Linked DNA regions of Sus scrofa: region 1 is linked to region 2. A link is a contact called in public HiChIP or PLAC-seq data. All regions are on one chromosome and are shown on one strand. Each heading gives the region's core, a stretch centred on a gene start, on an enhancer-like site or on the middle of the called end of the contact. The rest is flanking DNA. Distances are from core to core; before and after follow the strand shown. Region 1 holds the start of CNP (2',3'-cyclic-nucleotide 3'-phosphodiesterase). Region 2 overlaps RAB5C (RAB5C, member RAS oncogene family).

Region 1 (2,984 bases), core at 456-2,955, 140 kb after region 2:
CGTCCAGCCGCTTGTACTCCTCGGTGAAGGCTCCTCTGGCGCCGGGGGTGATCTTGTAGGCATCGGCGGACACCACCTTGGTGCCATCCCGGTACCTGTCCATGATGACCTGGGCCAGCGTGGACTTGCCGCTCCCGGGCAGGCCGCGCAGGATGAAGAGCGTCTTGCACTCCTGCAGCGTGGCCACCGTCTCCTCATCCTGCAGGAAGGGAAACTGCAGCTCCGGCTTGTCCTTGGCCCCTGAGGATGACATTTTGCGGAAGAAGATCTTGGGCAGGAACGTTTGGCTCTTTCGGGAGAAGCCTCTATTCTGTGTGAAGAAGGGAAGACAGGAGTCAGCCAGGTCACCGCCAGCCTTGCCCCCTTGCCTCTGGCCTCGTTCTAACTGGGGGGGCCCTGCTCCTGGGCGCAGCCCTGATTGACAGGCACCCCCGGGGTGCTGCGGGCACCGTCCCAAAACGTGGGGTGCTGGTCCTATTCTCCTAGGTCTTTGCAACCTGATGGCTTCGGGTTGTGCAGCTTGGAGAGGAGCACTTGTCTGGGTCTGAAACTCCTACTCGAAGATCACTCGCTGCCACCACTTCCAAAGGAAAACTGCTGGAAGTGCATGCAGGGGAGGGCCTGAAGCCTGCGCTCTTGGGAGCGGACCCTAACTTTATATTCCTGGCACCTACTAAGGATGACCTCTTTGGAGGTGGTGGGGGGCTCTACGTCTGGGCAAAGCCACAGCTGCCCTGGCTCTGAGTGCACAGAGGAGGGTGGGGGTGGAGAAGGGTGACCCCAAGCCCGCCTCCCTTCCCCCAACAATGCCAGCAACAAATAATACTCTCTTGTCTGGGATGGGGGGGGACAATGGTCCCACAGAAAGGCTGGTGGGGGGCAGGGCAGGAGAGCACTGGACAAAGGGCTTCATTCAGCACCCCTGCCACCTCCTCCTCTGCCCTGGTTCCCCCCCACCAAAGTCTTGGTCTTTGTGCCTGCCCCAGGACTGGGCGGTACTGGACACCTGTGTCCAGGGTCTAGCTCTGCCCACCCCTTGCTGTGTGTCAGCAGCACCTCTCTGAGCCGCTTGTTTTCCTGCCAGCAAAAAGCCACAGGTGATAGTTTTTACTGTAAGCCGCCTTCTCCTCTCAATCGGGAGGCCCCACCTCCCGCCAGTCCCCTGCGAGCTCAGCTGGCGTACGTTTATCTCCGATGAGGCCCCGAGCAGGGGAGCGCGCCGCAGGCCCACCCAGCGTGGGCCCAGCGTGTTACCTGAGCCCACCGGCCTCCCGCGTCTGCCCCGGGGCTGCTGCCCGATTCCCTTCCTCTTCCAGCGCTGTCCCCACTCCCCGACTCTCCCCGCGTCGCAGCTACCTCCGGGCTGCACCGGACTGCCGAGAAAACCCCAACTCCACTCCGGAACCACGCTCCTCATTTGCATGCCACTTCCTCCCCCAGTCGCCCAGCGCTCCCCTTCTCCACTAAGGTGCTATCCTGGCCCGGTCCGCTCGCTCCCCTCCCGGCCCTTCCCGCGCCCGCTCACCATGATGAGGAGGAGGCGCCGCGGTCGCCGCCTTCGCAGCACTGGCTCTCCGGGGCCGCCCGCCCGCGCGGAGGGACACGGAGTCTAGCGGTGGCGCGTGGCCACGCTCGGCCGCCTTACATAGCCCGGGGGCGGAGCGCCCGCGGGCGGGACGGGGGTGGGCCGGCTCCGGCTCCGGCCCCCTCTGCGCAGGCGCGGCGAATCGAAACTCGAAACTGATTCGGCAGGGGGTGGAAAGGACCCCGCTCCCGTGCGCTCGGGCTGTGGTGCCCCTGTGCCTCAGTCAAGCAGCTGCGCGGCGGCCGGGGACCAAGGTGGAGGCGGACGGCTGGTGTGGCCTGTTTTTCTTGTAGGAGTTACGGACAAACACCTTGAAGGAGACAGTCACCCTCCTCGGTCCCGCACGGAAATTGGGTCGAGGCGAGGAAGGCAGGGTCTTCCAAGTGCAAGGCTGAATCCTGTCTTTAAGTTTTGATATCGTACTCATCATCACTTTTTGCATGAATTTTTTTCAGCACGCAGAAGTTCCCAGTCGAGGGCTATAACCCTCGCTACAGCAGTGGCGATGCCTGGCCCTTAACCTGCTGAGCCACTAGGAAACTCCAGTTTTTGCTTTTTTTTTTTTTTTTTAACCATATTGCATTAAAATAGTTTCTCTTTTCTCAGTGAGTTTTTTTGGACCCTACATTACTTAAAAGTTGCATTCGAAATGACTCATTTGCCTCCCCCTAGCCTCAGCCTAAAGTCAGCCTCTGCCCCCACCAACCCCAACACTTCAGGAATTGTGGAGATGGGATTAGGATGGCAATGGCCAAAGGGATAGATGAATAACGTGAAATCCTAACTCACCCTCTGAGGCAGCTGCTCAGCCACCCCCTCTGTGAAACCACTGAAAGCTGAGGTGGGTTTTCAAGAGCTTCCTGTGTACCAGGTGCTGTGCTAAGTACCCATATAAACCTCAGGTGTGAGAAAACAGCCTTGCAGACAACGGTTTACTTGACTATATGGTGGCGGGAGGCGGGATCAGCTGCAGCTCCTACTCCCACAGTCCTGGGGCAGACACCTTCCTTCTCCCTCTGGGTCCTAGAGCCCAGCGTCCCACCAGCACCAGCGTGCATTTCATTCGGCTGTCCAGGCTTAGGGGTTTACAAGTAGGCTGCCTTCACTATGTGATGGATGAGAGGTCTCATCCTTATTTCTTCCAGAAAGCCTCCCACAGTCCTCTGCACACAGTAGGTACTCAGCAAGATGAACCAATGGCCAGCAGCTGGGCAGATGTACCTCTACTCCCAGGCCTTTCTCTGTCCTCCCCTCCTTAAGGGTTTTGAGTTCCTTAGAGCTCACCCATTTCTTCATTCTCCTGAAACTGTTCCTTCTTCTTCCTTTTTTTTTTTTTTTTTTTTTTTTTGGCTTTTTTAGGTCCAAATCTGTGGCGTATGGAGGGTCCCAGGCTAGGGGT
Region 2 (2,852 bases), core at 86-2,585:
CATTCTCATTATCATGTCAAGGCTCCCGCTTTTCATGCTGTCCGCCTTGAAAGGCGGTCCCCCTTTGTAGCCCACACTTAGGAGTGGGGAGTTATGCTCCTCCCCTCGAGGGCAGAGGACCTACCTGAATCGTTTGGAATTTTGGTACGCAAAGGGTATGTCTGTTCTCTTCCATTTCTTTATTCAATTATTTGTATCAGTGTGAACTCAGGGGCACTGATTTTACATTTTAATTTATAGTCCAATACTGCTTTATTTTATTACTCAGATTGTTCCAGCTTTGGTCATTGGGAGCTCTTTCAGCTTCCTTCACCCTACCCCATCATTTCAGAGGTTTTTAGTTTGGGGGGGTTTGTTTTGGCCACCCCATGGCATATGGAGTTCCTGGGCCAGGGATCAGATCGGAGCCACAGTTGTGATCTAAGGTGCAACTGTGGCAACACTGAATCCTTAACCCACTGTGCCAGGCTGGGGATCAAACCTGCGTCCCAGGGCTCCAGAGATGCCACCTCCACCAATCCTGTCACACCACAGCAGGAACTCCTGGGGGTTTTTAGTTTTCCTTGTTGTTAGCACTTGCTTACTTTTTGGTACTACAGAATGCTCCAGGCTTACCTCGTATATTTCTTGCCTGCTCCTAAAATCTGCTGGCTCTCCAGGGCTACTCCCTTTTCAGCAAATGCTTCCTCTCAAGTTTGTTGGTGTGGAGTTCTGTGGTTGGGCCCAGGTCATTTCTTCTCTTGATGGTTAATCACAGTCACTGAAGCCTCAAGAAGTAGGAGAGGTGGAGCCTCAGCTGGGAGATGTGCCCTGGGAGAATCCTGGGCACTGACCCCAGCAGCAGGCTGTTGCTTCTCCATGCTTCTCCCACCCCCGCCTGCTGCTGTCTGACCGAATCAAAAATGGTCAGACTTGGTATTTACTCTGCAGTTTACTCTCCAGTTGTGAAGCTGAGGTACATGATTGTTCTGCATTTCAGGTGCTAAGTTCTGCAGCCAGACCTTCCAGGACTCCGGGTCTGGTAGGCGAGCGCATGGGGTCTGGGCCAGTGTTCTTTTGCTGCCCATGAGAAATGGACCTCCTCTTTGGGAGGCTTTGTGCAGGGTTTGTGGCTCCCGGCGGGCTCAAGGCAGGCTGTCACTTTGAGCTGTGATCCTGAATCATTGAATAGCTTAAATCCTTCCGTTGTACTGTCATCCCCTGAAGATGTGTAACCTGAGCCCGCCTGGAAACACTAACTTGGGATCTTAGCAGGAGTTGGTTTACAAGCCTCTTGCCTTCTATTCATAGCTCCGTGTGTGTCCCCTTCAGGTGGCTCTGTCAGAAGCATCCCAGGCGTGGGGGAGGCGTGGGTGGCCTCCCTAACCCTGGCTGCTCTCCTAGTCATCACATTGCTCTCTGAGCGGCTCCGAAGGCCGTGGTGATTAATGACACCAATTTCCAAACCTCTAGCATTTGCAGCCTGGTTTTTTAAAAGGAACTCTGGCGTCTTCGTCAGCTGTCCTAGTCCTGTCCCCTCCCCCTCTCCACAACTGAACTGCTTCTTCCCTTTCCTGAAAGAGGCTTTGAGATGGAAGGAACAGCATTTGGGCTTTAAGATGCTTTTTGTTGTGGGGCTTTTTTTTTTTTTAAAGCATTTATGGTTTGCCTAGTTGGGGGGTTTAACTCCACGTGGACTTTTTTGGGTGGTGGCCGTCCTCCCTACCCCATTCTCGTGGCCTTGGAAGCCAGTCCCCGGAGAATACAGGGTTATAGTTGTTGACAGGACACAGGACATCAGCTGTGAGCTGGTCCTTTTTCTAGGGCACTGATGGAAGTTGTCCTAGTCTGTTTGAGCTGCTGTACCCAAATCCCACAGTCTGGGTGGCCTATAAACAAGGACATTTATTTCTCACCGTCCCAGAGGTTGCAAGTCCAAGATCAGGATGCCAGCCTGGCTGGGTCCTGGTGGAGGCCATCTTCCGGCTTGCAGACGGCCAACTTCTTGCTGTGTCCTCACCTGACGGAAGGGAGAAGGGAGCCTCTCTCAGGAGAGCACTCATCCCAGTCGTGAGGGCTCTGCCCTCATGGCCTCATCTCCCAAAGGCCCCACCTCCAAATACCATCACAGTGGGGATTAGGATTTCAACACAGCCTTTTGGGCGAGGGCCACAGACATTCAGACAAGAGCAGCTGTCCTGCTCGGCATCCTCTCCAAACAGAGGCGCCGAAGCGTGGGGTCCGGGGAAGCTGAGCAAAAGCAGCGCGTGAATAAATGGTGTCTGAACGTTCATCAAGGCATCCACCTCATAGGGACTTCCTCGCCCCTGAACGTTTACTGAGAGCTTGCTCCAAGCCAGGCCCTCTGTGGAGAGTCGTCTTGCATCCTTTTCCCTGCAGCCCTGGACATGGGTGGTGCTGATCTATTTTACATGTGAGGAGATGGGTTCCAAGACACGACACACAGTCACCCTAGGAAGTGGTGGCTCCAGGACTTGACGTTTGTCTGACCAGTGCTTGTGCTTTTAACGCCTGTGCAGAAGGAGCCAAAGAGGTCCTGTGTTGGTGGGGAGCTGTGGTCCTATTTGGTCCTCTGCTGGGCTGTGGCTGTTAGGGGGTACGAACTGTGTGGCAGATGCATGTGCCTTGACGCCTTCAACTGCCCCCACTCACTTGCCAAACCTAACTGGGCTGTCCCTGTACTGCAGGCTCAGTTCACCACATTTATGAAGCACTGTGTGTCAGGTTTGATGTTAGGAGCTGTCAAAGGGAAACCCAGAGTCGGCTTTTGGGGATTTTGTAGCATGATCCTTTTCATCTGCAACAGTGTCCTTAGTTTCTTTTCTTTTCTTTTTTTTTTTTTTGCTATTTCT

What was found. HiChIP or PLAC-seq counts read pairs in DNA pulled down with a chosen protein or histone mark.
Region 1: a contact with region 2 is called in an H3K27ac HiChIP or PLAC-seq map of alveolar macrophages. The contact joins the promoter of CNP here to the enhancer-like site in region 2. A contact is called at or near these places in 2 of 5 promoter capture datasets (fetal skeletal muscle and liver), 4 of 47 Hi-C or Micro-C datasets (embryonic fibroblasts, heart right ventricle, mesenteric adipose tissue and 1 more) and 2 of 2 datasets of contacts at active chromatin or transcription factors (alveolar macrophages and skeletal muscle).

What each region holds. Positions count from the first base shown.
Region 1 is chr12:20,763,950-20,766,933 of Sscrofa11.1, forward strand. It overlaps CNP (2',3'-cyclic-nucleotide 3'-phosphodiesterase), which reads right to left and starts at 1,706. Exons shown (of 4, transcript XM_003131420.5): 1 at 1,526-1,706; 2 at 1-310. The coding sequence starts at 1,528. It overlaps TTC25 (tetratricopeptide repeat protein 25), which reads right to left. Exons shown (of 12, transcript XM_021066990.1): 12 at 2,139-2,984.
Region 2 is chr12:20,619,491-20,622,342 of Sscrofa11.1, forward strand. All of the region lies in intron 1 of RAB5C (RAB5C, member RAS oncogene family), which reads left to right. Among named protein-coding and RNA genes, the nearest start is that of RAB5C, 6.9 kb to the left of the region's middle. Within about 2 kb of position 1,336, at least 16 of the 83 cell types and tissues checked have an H3K27ac peak or open chromatin away from gene starts, as enhancers often do. A contact at or near this core is called in alveolar macrophages, fetal skeletal muscle, mesenteric adipose tissue and 1 more, where this site is marked.